2 separate regions of the Oryctolagus cuniculus genome follow, and region 2 is linked to region 1. The links are chromatin contacts, called in public Micro-C maps. All regions are on one chromosome and are shown on one strand. The core of a region is the stretch at or near the end of the contact, and the rest is flanking DNA. Distances in the headings are between cores, read along the strand shown.

The links. Hi-C and Micro-C count contacts between places; a contact is called where the count stands out from the background.
Region 2: a contact with region 1 is called in a Micro-C map of ear pinna, with 3 times the contacts expected there. The contact joins the promoter of FTH1 here to the enhancer-like site in region 1. A contact is called at or near these places in 6 of 6 Hi-C or Micro-C datasets (ear pinna, embryonic fibroblasts, liver and 3 more).

Annotation. Positions count from the first base shown.
Region 1 is chr1:10,172,071-10,178,349 of mOryCun1.1, reverse strand. No RefSeq gene overlaps it. Among named protein-coding and RNA genes, the nearest start is that of INCENP, 28 kb to the right of the region's middle. Within about 2 kb of position 2,454, at least 8 of the 8 cell types and tissues checked have an H3K27ac peak or open chromatin away from gene starts, as enhancers often do. A contact at or near this core is called in ear pinna, where this site is marked.
Region 2 is chr1:10,206,510-10,213,262 of mOryCun1.1, reverse strand. FTH1 (ferritin heavy chain 1) reads right to left here and starts at 1,268. Exons shown (of 4, transcript XM_008274404.4): 1 at 258-1,268. The coding sequence starts at 371.

The sequences.
Region 1 (6,279 bases), core at 1,205-3,704:
CCAGGGCTTTAACCTGCTGCGCCACAGTGCCAGTCCCTAAATCTTAAAAATCAAGCTATCTGGGGCTGGCGCTGTGGCGCAGTAGGTTAATCTTCAGTATGCCGCACCGGCATCCCATATGGGAGCTGGTTCTAGTCCCGGCTACTCCACTTCCAATCCAGCTCTCTGCTATGGCCTGGGAAAGCAGTGGAAGATGGCCCAAGTCCTGGGGCCCCTGCACCCATGTGGGAGACTGGAAAGAAGTGCCTGGCTCTTGGCTTTGGATCGGCCCAGCTCTGCTCATTGCAGCCATCTGGGGAGTGAACCAGCGGAAGAAAGACCTTTTTCTCTGTTGCTCCCTCTCATTGTCTACAACTCTACCTCTCAAATAAATAAAATAAAATAAAAAAAGATCAAGCTATCAATTCTCCCTCAGCATGTTTCTCAAGAAACTGCACTGATATTTGAAATTCATAAAAAATGCTTTGCTATTGGGCCTGCAACCAGTTTCAGTGTCTGGCTGTTTACTCCTGCTCCCCATCTCTATTTCCTGATGAGCTGTGGGTCATGGCTCCCAGGCGCCGCCTCCTTCTCCAAACTCCTTACAAACCCTGAGCTGCCCTCATAGGGGAGGGTGGTAGTTCTCGAGACGTCCATCTGCTGCCTCCTCATCTGTGGATAGATGCGACTCTTGTCCCAAACCTAGTCCTTGGGATTCTGATCCAGCACTGTTGATAAGGAGCAGAATTTTGGTAACAAGCTGGGGGTGGATTTCACATAATGAGGATGTTTTGGCTTTCTCTGCCTGGAAGGTGGAGTTGCACAGGGCTGCTGCTCATGCTTGCGTTAGGTAGGAAGTCAGATATGAGCTTATGTGTGTGTGACAAAGGCCTAAAGGGAAGATGTCTATGTCCAGCAGATGCATCTCAAAGTCATCCTGATAACATTTCAGGGGCAGCCCAGTGTTTGCATCCTGCCCTGCCCCCTCCTACCTGATAACCTGCCAGGTGGGGGTCCCTGCCCCTTCTGACTGATAACCTTCCAGGTGCAGCCCAGTATCTGCACTTCAAATGCCCTCCCTGCCTTTCCTCCAACGGGGTGGCGCCAGCCAGACTTCCCCCTGTCTGATAACTTCAGGGAGAAAACTCAGATAGGAGTTTTTCTATTTATATCCATAAAGTCTTTTGTTTCAGGAGGAGATGTGTGAAGACAAAGACCCATTTCCTTAAAAACCCCGACCTCAACCGGACTGCGCGCTCAGCCCTCTGCCTCACTGCCGAGCCGCCGCCTGGCCTGGTTAGGTGTAATCTCTCCACTCAACCATGTAACCTCGCTCCCCCCGTCCCCCAGTCTGAGCAACTGGGCACTCTCTCTCAGGTTCTGTCTGGAGAGGTGCCCATCCTTTCTTATGGATGTCCCTTCCCTAATAAACTCTGCTACTTTACTTTCCACTACTCTCTGTCTCACACCTGAATTCTTTCTTGCACGAAGACAAGAACCCTGCCATTCACAGATAACACTTAGACTCCCTCACCTGGCTTCAGTCGGGTTGGGGCCCACAGTTTCTTACCAAGGGGAGATCACCAGGGAACCTGTTTCCATCTAACCCCGTGTGACTTGTGCCCACCCACAAAGTCACGAGGCGAACTTGAACTAGGATTAAAACAGAGGATGGGATATTGGAATTTCTGACAATGAAGGCCAGTACTTGCTCTCCCCACCACAGGAGTGGGGCAGGGGGCGGGGGGTCTCCCCAAGCTCCAGTTCCTAGGCTGAGTTGCCTCCCCTGGAACTGGGTGCCAGGAAGCTTTTCCTGACACTGCTGGTGGGCAGGGCAGGGACAGGAGACAGCACTAGCTGTGGATGGCAAATCAAGCCAGGAGTCTGGGCTAACTAATAGCCTGTGTGTCCCAGAACCCTAACCTCTTCCCCCAGGGCCAGTACCCTGAGCCCGCAGCCATGAATAGGATGCTGTGTGTTCACGGGGAAGCTGCTGCCCCCGTCCCCTGGCCTCTGTGCCGGTTCTCAGAACCATGAGTAATCCTGGCAGGTGAGAGGCCCAGGGGAGTCACTAATGGGCTTGCTTCACATGCAGCATTCAGCAAGCAGCCCCCAAGCACCCAGCTCCACAAGAGACTCCCCCAGAGGCTGCCAGCAGCTCCAAGTCACGCGACTTCCAGGGCGGGCTTCGGCTAGCTTGCCTAGGGGATAGGAGAGGCGGGGCTGGGAGACAAAGACAAATCAGAGGTGGATTCTGCCCTGATTGACACAGAGTAAGGAAAGGCCCCGAATTCCTAAGATCGAGGCTCTGCTGTGAGACCCACTTGGCAGCGATGGGGGCCGAAGGTAGGGCTGGGGTAGGGAGCCCAGCAAGCTGGGAGTCCTGGCCTCTGGGACTGCTTTGTTGAGCTCTGCTCTCTGGCTCTCTGGGAGGCTGAGCTGCTGGGAAACTCCCACCACACACTGCACCGCCTGGCGACTTTCCCGGAACCTTCTGTAGGGCACGCCAAGAAAGGATCTGCCCGCAGAGCCCTGCGGCTACAAATCCTCGCTTCTCTAACCTGGCAGTGAGCCAGGAAAAAGCTCCCGCCCCTCCCGGGTGGACGCCTCCAGTAACAGCAACAAACAGGAAGGCAAAGGACGTTGGGTGCCCAGATTCTCCATTCCGGGCAGTTCTTACTGCATCACCTCGGGGCTTGTCTCAGCAAGCTGTGCTGGTTCTACCGAGGAGGCAGGATCACAGGGCCCAAGTGACCTCCCAGGGGTCACATCGAATGGTCCTCTGTATCTCCATTTTCTTCTTTTCTTTTCTTTTCTTTTCTTTTCTTTTCTTTCTTTCTGGCAGAGTTAGACAGTGAGAAAGAGAGACAGAGAGAAAGGTCTTCCTTCCGTTGGTTCACCCCCAAATGGCTGCTACGGCCGGCGCACGCGCTGATCCAAAGCCAAGAGCCGGGCACTTCCTCCTGGTCTCCCATGCGGGTGCAGGGCCCAAGCACTTGGGCCATCCTCCACTGCCTTCCTGGGCCACAGCAGAGAGCTGGACTGGAAGAGGAGCAGCCAGGACAGAATCCGGCGCCCCGACCGGGACTAGAACCCCAGGTGCTGGCACCGCAGGTGGAGGATTAGCCTAGTGAGCCGCGGTGCCAGCCTATCTCCATTTTCTTATTCCAAGTTCTTGCCCACTCAGAGATAAGAATTCAAAGCAGAGGCACAAACACAGCTCGCAAGTGACAGCGGGATTTAGAGAGTGAATATCCTTTCCCGTGTGAGAGTGGGCTGCCCCTCACAGGGAGACACTGCCATGAGTGGGCCAGAGGATCCCCTGCGGGGACCATGGTGATGAGGAGAGGCTGGAGAAGGACCAACGAGGGCCAAGAAGCCAAAAGGCAAACAGGCCGCTTCGGGCCTCTTTTATGGGGTAGAGAGTGGCGCCCTAATTGAACATACAAATAGAGTGCGGCCTGGGTGAGGTCTAGTATGTGCGAGGCTTTCTGGGAGTTTCGCTCCTTCACACGGCCATAATGGCATCTCCTCCTTCCTGGGCATGGATGAGAACCAGGAGCATCATGGGAAAGTGGGTATGCTAGACTGATGGGTAAGGGGTGGAGTTACAATGAAGGGCTAGAGGCAGACGTTATCAGGGACATCTTCCAGCTCACCTATTCCTACCTATCTTCCTGCCTGTCTCCCCCACATAAACATCAATCAAGTACCATGGCCAGAATCCGCACTCAGGTAAATTGACCCCCTCCTCTACGTCAGGCCCACCTTCCCCATCACCTGGAGGATAAGATGCAGGCTCTGCAGGGGGTCACACAGGGCCCTAGAAGAGCTGCTCCGCCCCCTTTCTCATCTGCTCCACGCTTCAGCCAAGACACCTGCCCCAGGCCACCTTTTCTTTGCATGAGCTGTTCCCTATGCCAGGAGCGTCCTTGACACCCCCCCTCCGCCTCCCACTCCTCCCGTTCCTCTTGGGTAAGTTCTGCCAGAGCCTTCAGGCTTGATTCCTTCCCCTGGGCCTGCATCTCAGGGGAGAGTTAAGTTTCACAATCAAAGAACAAGGAGGAACTCCGAGGCCATCGAGGCCATCGTCCTGCTTGAGTGTGGAGCTGACTCAGCCAGGGTTTCCCCCAGCCCTGCGCCACCTGTCTTCCTCCTGCTGAGCCTCACGTGAGGTGGTTGCCAGGCATTTAGGGGCTGTGTCATGTATTAGAATTTTCCTGTGTGTGGCAACCGCTGTCTTGGAGAAAACAGCTGACTCCGGCTTCCACGTCACCCCCACCCTGGGACTGGTGCTCTCTGAGTGGAGTGGCGGCCGGGGCAGGAGGGGTGGAGCCAAGGATCATTCCTGAAGGTGATTACTGTGGGGTTGCATCATGTGTACCTGTAACTGATTAGACTTCAACTTCGAGTTGTATTTGGCAAAGAGACTCTAAAATATAAAATATGAAGGTATGCCTACAGGTGGTATTGCTAAATTTAAGAAAATGCCTGAATTTTCTTTTTATATGTTTTTTTTAAAAAAGATTTAGTATTTGTTTATTTTAAAGGTAGAGTGATGGAGAAGAGAGGGAGAAACACACACACACAGAGGCAAAGAGAGAGAGAGATCGTCCATTCACTGGTTCACTCCCCAGATGGCTGCAACAGCCAGGGCTGGGCGAGGCAGAAGCCAGTATCCAGGAGCTCTATTCTGGTCTCTCATGTGTCTGGCAGGGATCCAAGAACCTGGCCATCTTCTGCTGTTGTCCCCGGTGCAATAGCTGCCAGCACTGTGGCCAGCACTATAAAGCACTGCACCACGACGCTGGCTTCTGAACCCCCTTGAAAAGAGGAAAAGCTTGGGGAGATTACCTTGGGGGCTTTTGCTGAATCTTCAATATTTTGTTTTAATACTTGAAACAATAGGCAGCAAACATGGTGCAATGTTGGACATTACACTGGACATAGCTGAGTGGTGAGCAAAGAGGTCTCTGTTACATTCTCATTTGTGCTTTCCCATTAGTCTGGACTAGTTCCCAAGTACTAATGTGATGGCCGTGCTTGTCCCTCTGTGGGGCACTGTGGGAGGCTGAGTGGTAGCGCCCAGACATGTTGATGTCCTCATCCCAGAACCTGTGAATGTTGCCTCAAGTGCCCAGTGAGGCCTCAGAGATACAATGAAGTTAAAGGTTTGAGATGGAAGAGATTAGCTTGGATTATTTGGGTATGCCGTCTGTAAGCACACGGTTGTGAGAAGGAGTGGGCAGCAGGCTCAGCCAAGGGAGATCTGAAGACGGAGGCAGAACCCTGGTGACATGGCCACGAGTTCTCAGTGAACATGGCCGGTCAGCCTCTGGGACAGATTCTCCCCTGGAGCCTCCAGGAGGGGCACGGCCCTGCTGACTTCTGCCTGCCACAGATCAACGATCTGTGTATTTCAGCCACAGTTTCATGGTGGTTTGCTGCGGTAGCAATGGGTGACCCATAGAGGCCAGGTGAGCAGCCCATACAGGAGCGCCGCCACGCCAGGCGGTGGTCATGACTTCTCAGTGTGGCAGCAGGAGGAAGGTGTTCCTCTGGCCCAGGATGGCAGGGCTGGCATTTCTGAGTCGGAGTTGTCAGTCCTGTGCTTGCACTGTGGTCTGGACAGCTCTGGGTGTCTGTTGCAGGAACGCAAGATGCCTAAGTCTCCTGACCAAGCATGTGGTCAGCAGCAGCAACATAGGATGGCTGTGTTTGTCACTTTTCTGTGGCTATAACAAAAAACCTGGGGTTGAGTATTAATGAAGAAAGTTCTGGGAATTTTTTTATTGAGGTTTTTTTTTAAAAGGTTTGTTCATTTTATTTGTAAGACAAAGTTACAGAGAGAGAGAGGGAGAGACAGAGAGAGTAAGAGATCTTCCATCAGCTGGTTCACTTGTCAAATGGTTGCAATAGTCAGAGCTGGGCTAGACCAAAGCTAGGATCCTCTTCCTGGTGTCCCATGTGGGTGTAAGGGCCCAAGCACTTGGGCCATCCTCTGCTGCTTTCTCAGGCACATTAGCAGGGAGCTGGATTGGAAATGGGGCAGTCAGGAATTGAACCGGTGCCCATATAGGATGTGGTGCTGCAGGCAGTGGTTTTACTTGCTGTGCCACAGATCAGCCCCAGTTTTGGGAATTTAAGAACATGGTGGGGCTGGCACTGTGGCATAGTGGGTAAAGCCACCACCTGCGGTGCCAGCATCCCATATGGGCTCCGGTTCAACTACTGGCTGCTCCACTTCTGATCCAGCTCTCTGCTATAGCCTGGGAAAGTAGTAGAAGATGGCCCAAGTCT
Region 2 (6,753 bases), core at 19-2,518, 36 kb before region 1:
CCGTGACTGTACAGGCTGCAAATCTTGCAACCCTGGAGTCTCAGGATGCCGGGCTCTCTATACAGAGGTGTCAGGGCCAAGGAGGAGTCCTCCGAGGCGACAGTGCAACGGGCCAACTGCCCGGACTCCTGCGCCAGCGGCAGTCCGGGGCGAGGCGAGCAGCCTCCATTTTCCACACGGGCGCACGGAGGCGGCGGTGGGGAGCCCGCCCCCGGCCCCGCCCTGTCCCCGGGCCCCTGAGGCCCGCCCGCGCTCACCATGGACAGGTAGACATAGGAGGCGTAGAGCTCCAGGTTGATCTGGCGGTTGATGGCGGCCTCCGAGTCCTGGTGGTAGTTCTGGCGCACCTGCGAAGAAGACGCGGACGTCATGGCGGGCGGCTGAGAGGCGGCGGCGGCGGCGGCGGCTGCACGGAGCTGGAGCGGCGGCGAGGGCCTGCGGGCGGTCCGAGGGCGCTGTGAGAAGCTGGCGGAGGGCTGGCTCTGAGTGGCCGGCTGGGGCGGGGGTCGAGCGCCGGGTTCCGTCCAAGCACTGTTGAAGCAGGAAACCGCGGCGACTCTCGGCGAAGAACGTCTGGCGCAGACGGCAGCCCGCCGCGCTCTTATAGCGGGAGCGGGCGTCAGGCCCGCCTCGGCCAATCGGCACTGCCCGCTGCCGGGCCACGCCCCTTCCGGTGGGCGCGCTGTTCCCGCCCCGCGGGGGCGGGGGGGACCCCAGAGGCGGGGTGTCCCGGGGTCCGAGGTGGGGAGGCGTCCCTGTGCCCCCAGGCCCCGATTAGTGGGTTTGGGAGGGAGAGGGGCGGAGAGGCAGGAAGCCCGTCCTGGAGCCCAGTGGGGTTGGGGGGCTTTAGAACTGGGGTGGGGGGAAACGGGACGATTCTCGAGCCCCAAGCTCGGGTGGGGGTCCCGACACTGCGGGGTGGGGGGTGTCCAGGGACGTGGTGTTAGAATCGTGGCAGTGGGGGAGCAGTTACCATACCCCGAGGCAATTACCTCGTAAAGCAAATTGGAAAATGGGCGGTAACAGCGTGGGCCGGGGGGCCTCGCTGGCCGAGTGAGTCAGTAGTTGGGCTGGGAACGGCCACTTTCTCTTCCCCAGAGTCTGGCGAGGGACCCAGGGCAGCAGAAGCGGAGGGAGCCCCACGGCCGCCGGTTTGGGGTCGGGTCCCCCGCTCCCCTCCCGCCCTTCTCGCTCCGGCCACCACAGCTGCCTTCAGCAGAAAGCAAACATGGCTCCTGGTGCGCTTCGTAGCAAACAAAAGCTGGGCGGGCCGTGTTAGGGAGCGACCCCTCTCCCGAGGGAGAGGGAGTCGCGGGGTGACCAGAGCCGCTGGGGCGAGCGCTGGGGACTCAGAGGCGGACCTCAGGGTCACCGGGAAGGAAGAAAACACTGGAGCTGGAGGCAGGCTGCAAGATGGCCTCTTCTCACGGGCTCCAGGCTGAGAGGGCCGCGGGGCTGGTGGCAGGTGCCCGGCGCGCGGGGCCACCGTCTGTGGCTTGCAGCCGTGTCCTGCAGCGGCGCCGCGCAGGTGTGCGTTTGTGGGTGGCAGACCTGGAGCTGGCCCCGGGCTAGGCCCTGGCTGGGAGGTGACGCGTTTTCCAAGCAGGCCTGTTTCACATAAAAAGGGTCCTCAATAAAGCTGGACTTGCAGCCCCCCCCCCCCCAACCACTGAAAAGCAACTCTATGGAAATACTAGAAGAGCTAGAATTAGGGTGATTTCTCCTTAGGGGGTTTTACCATGTTCATTTCAAAATGAATCGAGGCTACTTTCACCGGGAAAAACAGTTACTGGCTTTAGGGCTGCAGAAGAGCAAGATGTTGCCAGGCAATGGGACGCCTACCCAGTCTGGCCAGCTCAGGGAAGGTTTCCCTAAGCAAGTGATCCTTGAGCTAGGAAGGTTTCCCTAAGCAAGTGATCCTTGAGCTAGGAAGGTTTCCCTAAGCAAGTGATCCTTGAGCTAGCTTTGAAGAAAAAAGTTAGCGGGAAGGTGCAATAGGGGAGGGAGGTGGGAAGAGAATTCCAGGCAGCCAGGCAGTGGGAACAGCATGTGTAAAGTGCACAGTAGATACGTTGGTTTTGTTATTAGAAACCTTGCACTGAATCAGAGGAAAAACTGTTAGGATAAAAATCCAGTGTAGGCACCGTATGCTTGTACAGGATGCAGAGTCTTCCTATGTAAAAGTAGCCAGCAGCTAGAATGGGTAATAAAAGTGTGGATGAAAGAATGCCAACTTCACTTCTATTGGCAGCAAACACTTCAAAGTACCTAAGAATAAAGTTAGTATGAAATGTATGAAGACATTGTGCAGCAGGTTAAGCTGTCGTCTGTGACTCCGGCATCCCATATAGGCCCCGCTCGAGTCCCGGCTGCTCCACTTGGCATCCAGCTCCCTGCTAATGCACCTGGGAAAGCAGCAGGAGATGATCCCCATGCCTGGGCCCCTTGGCACTCCTGTGGGAGACTCAGGTTGAACTCCTGGCTGTTGGCTTTGGCCTGGCCCAGCTTAGGCAGTTGTGGCCATTCGGGGAGTGAGCTGGCAGTTGAAAATCTCTCTTCTCATTCTGTGTCTCTGTCTCTCTGTAACTGCTACTAAATCAATTTTAAAAAAGCAGGTAATAAGAGAGCTGGACTAAAAAAAAAAAGTAAAAACTTCCATAAATGAGTGGCCAGTCTTTGTTTTGTAAAGATGTCAATTCTCCCTGAATAAACCTATACATTCAACGCAATTTCCATAAACCAGTGGGGTTTGTTTTAGGGGTGTGTGTGTGTGCGCACGCGTGTGTGTGCACGTGTGTGTGTGTGTGTGTGTGTGTAGGCAGGGAACTTGACACAAGGATCTAAAGTACATTTGGAAGAGTCAGTGTGTAGAAGAGCTGCTAGATATTTGGAAAAAAAAAAAGATTATGAGAGTTAATTAGCTTTCCCTGATACTTAAAATACAAGAAAGTACTATAAGCAGTGTGGTACTGGCACAGCAGGGGATGACTCGCTTATGCAGTAAGAGCGCTAACTATATATATATATTATATATATGGGAACTCGGCGTGTACTAAAGTGATGTTTCAGGTTCAGGAAAGAACGGCTTCAGCAAACGATGCTGAAACAATTGACACTCATGTGGAAAAAGGTGACTCACTCTGTATTTAAAAATACATTTCCAGATGGATTTAAAAAAATCCAAGCCTTAAAACAAAAAAAACCCTATGAAGTTCGAGAAGAATATATAGAAATTATCTTTCATAATTTGGGATAGAGAGTGTTCTTCCAAGGCTGTCAGAAGGATGGTTGGCAGGTTTGACCACTTGAAAATGGAAAACTGTGAGTCGGGAGATGTAAACACTTAAAACTGAAATGACAAGTTGGGTTGATATTTGTAGGTCATATAAGTGTTGAATAATAACCAAGATATATACATACATGTGTATATATATGTGTTTACATACATGATAATACCTCAAAAACGTTCATGAGAAAGTAGAATTAAAAGATAAGTTTAGGCCGGCGCCGCGGCTCACTAGGCTAATCCTCCGCCTTGCGGCACCGGCACACCAGGTTCTATCCCGGTCGGGGCGCCCGATTCTGTCCCGGTTGCCCCTCTTCCAGGCCAGCTCTCTGCTGTGGCCCGGGAGGGCAGTGGAGGATGGCCCAAGTGCTTGGGCCCTGCACCCCATGGGAGACCAGGAGAAGCACCTGGCTCCTGCCTTCGGATCAGCGCGGTGCGCCGGCCGCAGCGCGGTGACCATTTGGGGGGGTGAACCACTGGCAAAGGAAGACCTTTCTCTCTGTCTCTCTCTCTCTCACTGTCCACTCTGCCTGTCAAAAAAAAAAAAAAAAAAAAAAGATAAGTTTGTTTTGGTGCAAAAATTTTTTAAATCCATGCATATCTTTTTAATAAAATGCATTTTCTGTGAACTTTCTGAAGGCCCTTATATATGCTATAAACATATAAACCACACCTTTCCCTAAGGGCTTTTTGATTGTCTTCCCTGCTCCTGTCACTTGTGAGCCCCTGGAAGAGGGGCCTTGTTTCTTTCTTGGTCTCTGCACCCCCTGCCCTCCTAGCATTTTGCAAAGGACTTGTCCCTTGGTGCTCAGTGGTTCTTGCACAAACAGATGGATGCATGGCTGACATGTTCAGGATGGCGTCAAGTTGGGCAAGAAGGCCGCTACCAGCTGGGAGACACCTATCCTAGTTCTCAAAGAGCAGAGGAGGCAGAAAGCAGATTTGAGAGGCAAGGAGAAGACAGGATGAGGTGGCTGAATGGATCATGTCGGGGGTTGGGAGTGGGTCAGAGAGTCCCCCAGCTTTTTGGACACTGGCAGCCGGGTTGCCGCTCCCATCCGTGAGCCAGAAGTCCAGGACTTGCAGGTCTGGGAAAAGGCTGCTGGGGAGGCCGGTTTGGTTTTGGCCTGAAAGTGCTGAATTCCAGGGCCTCCAGGTAGACAGAGGCAGCATAGAGTCGGACCCACAGGAGGGAAGCTGGTGTGTTGTAGGGGAGGTCTCATGAATTAGGGTTGGCTCCACACTTTGGTTAGACACCTAGGTAGCTGCAGTGAATGGCAAAACTACGGCTGCAGAAGCGCTGGGAAAGGCTGGCTGGTGTGTGTGTGTGTGTGTGTGTGTGTGTGCACGCACGCACGTACAACCAGGCCCCACCTTTTGGGAACCTACATGTCGAAATTGCTACATCCAAGCCTCCGGACTGTTCTGAAGCTGCGGTCTGGCCTTTGGACCTTGGCTGAGCGGTATCCTGTCCCCACCCCCACTGCCGCCCCAGCTCCTCGTGATTTTGAGAGGCGTGGAGTTTGGCTGGTCTCCCAGGACAACCGCTCCCAGCGGGAGGGACTGCGGTGGAGGGAAGAGCCAGCCCCTTGTTTCTGGAGGAGAACAGCCCACGCTGCCTGCCTGCCGGCGCAGGGGGGCCGTGGTGGGGGCTCCTGTGGAGAGCTGCTGCCCCTGCATGACTCAGCAGTCTGCAGGGCTGCAGGGCTTGAGGCCGGCCTGCAAAAGTGCTTTGTCATGGTGGGGAGGGGAAGTCGGAAGGCCTGGAGGGCCGTGGCCTAACTGTGGGAAGAGGGAGGAAAGAGTGGGCATTTCCTAATGGGACGAAGACCAGAGGCTGGCCTGGGGTGTCTGGGGAATTCCAGCCTGGTCTCTGAGGGTGTTTCTGTTGCCAAAAGGTGGGGTGGGGGTGTCACTTTCCCTCCTTGTCGCCTTCCCAGTGCCCTGCCGCCTCTGTGAGTTCTCGGTAGATGTTGGGCCTCTTTGCTTTCCAGGGGTGCTGGCTCTGCAGATAGAATCTGGGATTCCACAGCTAGGAAACTGCAGACTTCGAATATTAAAGGCCTGGCCTGGAAGGGGCTTTAGGGCGCCTGAAGCCCCGTGTTTTACAGATCGGGAGGCGAGGCCTGTCCAAGGTGGCTGAGACCTGGCAGGATGGAGCCCCCTGTGGAAAACGGCACAGTAAATGTGGTGTGGGAATGTGTACACGGAACAATGTGAAGTGAAAAACAGCCCACAATGCACCCTGCAAGCCGAGCACAAGGAACAAAAGCTACAGGGCTGGAACTGGGAGAGCATGATGACATTTTTTTAAAAAGATTTTTATTTATTTGAGAGGTAGAGTTACAGACAGTGAGAGGGAGAAACAGAGAGAAAGGTCTTCCTTCCGTTGGTTCACTCCCCAAATGGCCGCAACAGCTGGAGCTGTGCCGATCTGAAGCCAGGAGCCAGGTGCTTCTTCCCAGTCTCCTGTGTGGGTGCAGGGGCCCGAGCACTTGGGCCATCTTCCACTGCTTTCCCAGGCCACAGCAGAGAGCTGGATTGGAAGAGGAACAGCCAGGACTTGAACCGGTGCCCATGTGGGTGCCGGTGCTGCAGGTGGAGGATTAACCTACTGCGCAGCTGCACCGGCCCCTTGGGCGACATTTTAACCCAAGAGTTTTCCTATGGAACTCCCCTGGAGTCAAGTAAAGTGAAGCATGCAGGAAGTTCAGAAACTCAGGGACTGGGAAAAGCAATGCTCAGTCTTACTCGGGTACCTCTGTAGAGACGCCCTGATTTGGAGAGCTTGTCCTTACATCATTAGTGAGTGCCTATGAGACCATGTAGGCTCAAAGTCTAGGCACTCAGGATTCCCCTGTGGGGAGGGGTGTTTGCTGTAGCGGTTAAGACACTGGGAGGCATGTGTCCCCTATTGGAGCGCCTGGTTTCAAGACCCGGCTCTGCTTTTGATCAGCTTCCTCTAATGTGCGTTCTGGGTTGCCCCAGACGATGGCTCAAGTACCTGGGTCCCTGCTGCCCACATGGGAGACTTGGCTGGAGTTCCTGGCTCCTGGCTTTGGCTGTGGGAACAAATTCATGGATGGAAGATCTTTCTCTGTCCGTCTATCTCTGTCCTCTCTGCCTTTCAAGTAAATGAAAATTTAAAAATTCCAAAAAGAAGATAAGTATATGAAGATTAAGTCACTTAAAAAAATCGAATTCCCATCTTCTTAGAGGGTGCCAAGAGCCGCGGCCTAGAATGTTAGTGGACCCCCGTGAAAGGGAGACCCATGTGTTTAAGTCACCTTGCGGCTTCCTGAGAGGCTGGACTGCGTTCTGGCTGGGAGAGCCAGCACTCCACATGCCTGCCATCGACCTATCACCTGGGCCCTGGCTGTTGGCTTGCTTTCTGCCTTCCCTCTGGATTTCGAGCTAAAGGCTGTGTCCCCAGATATCAGCACAGCGCCAGGGCCCTTCCAGTTCTA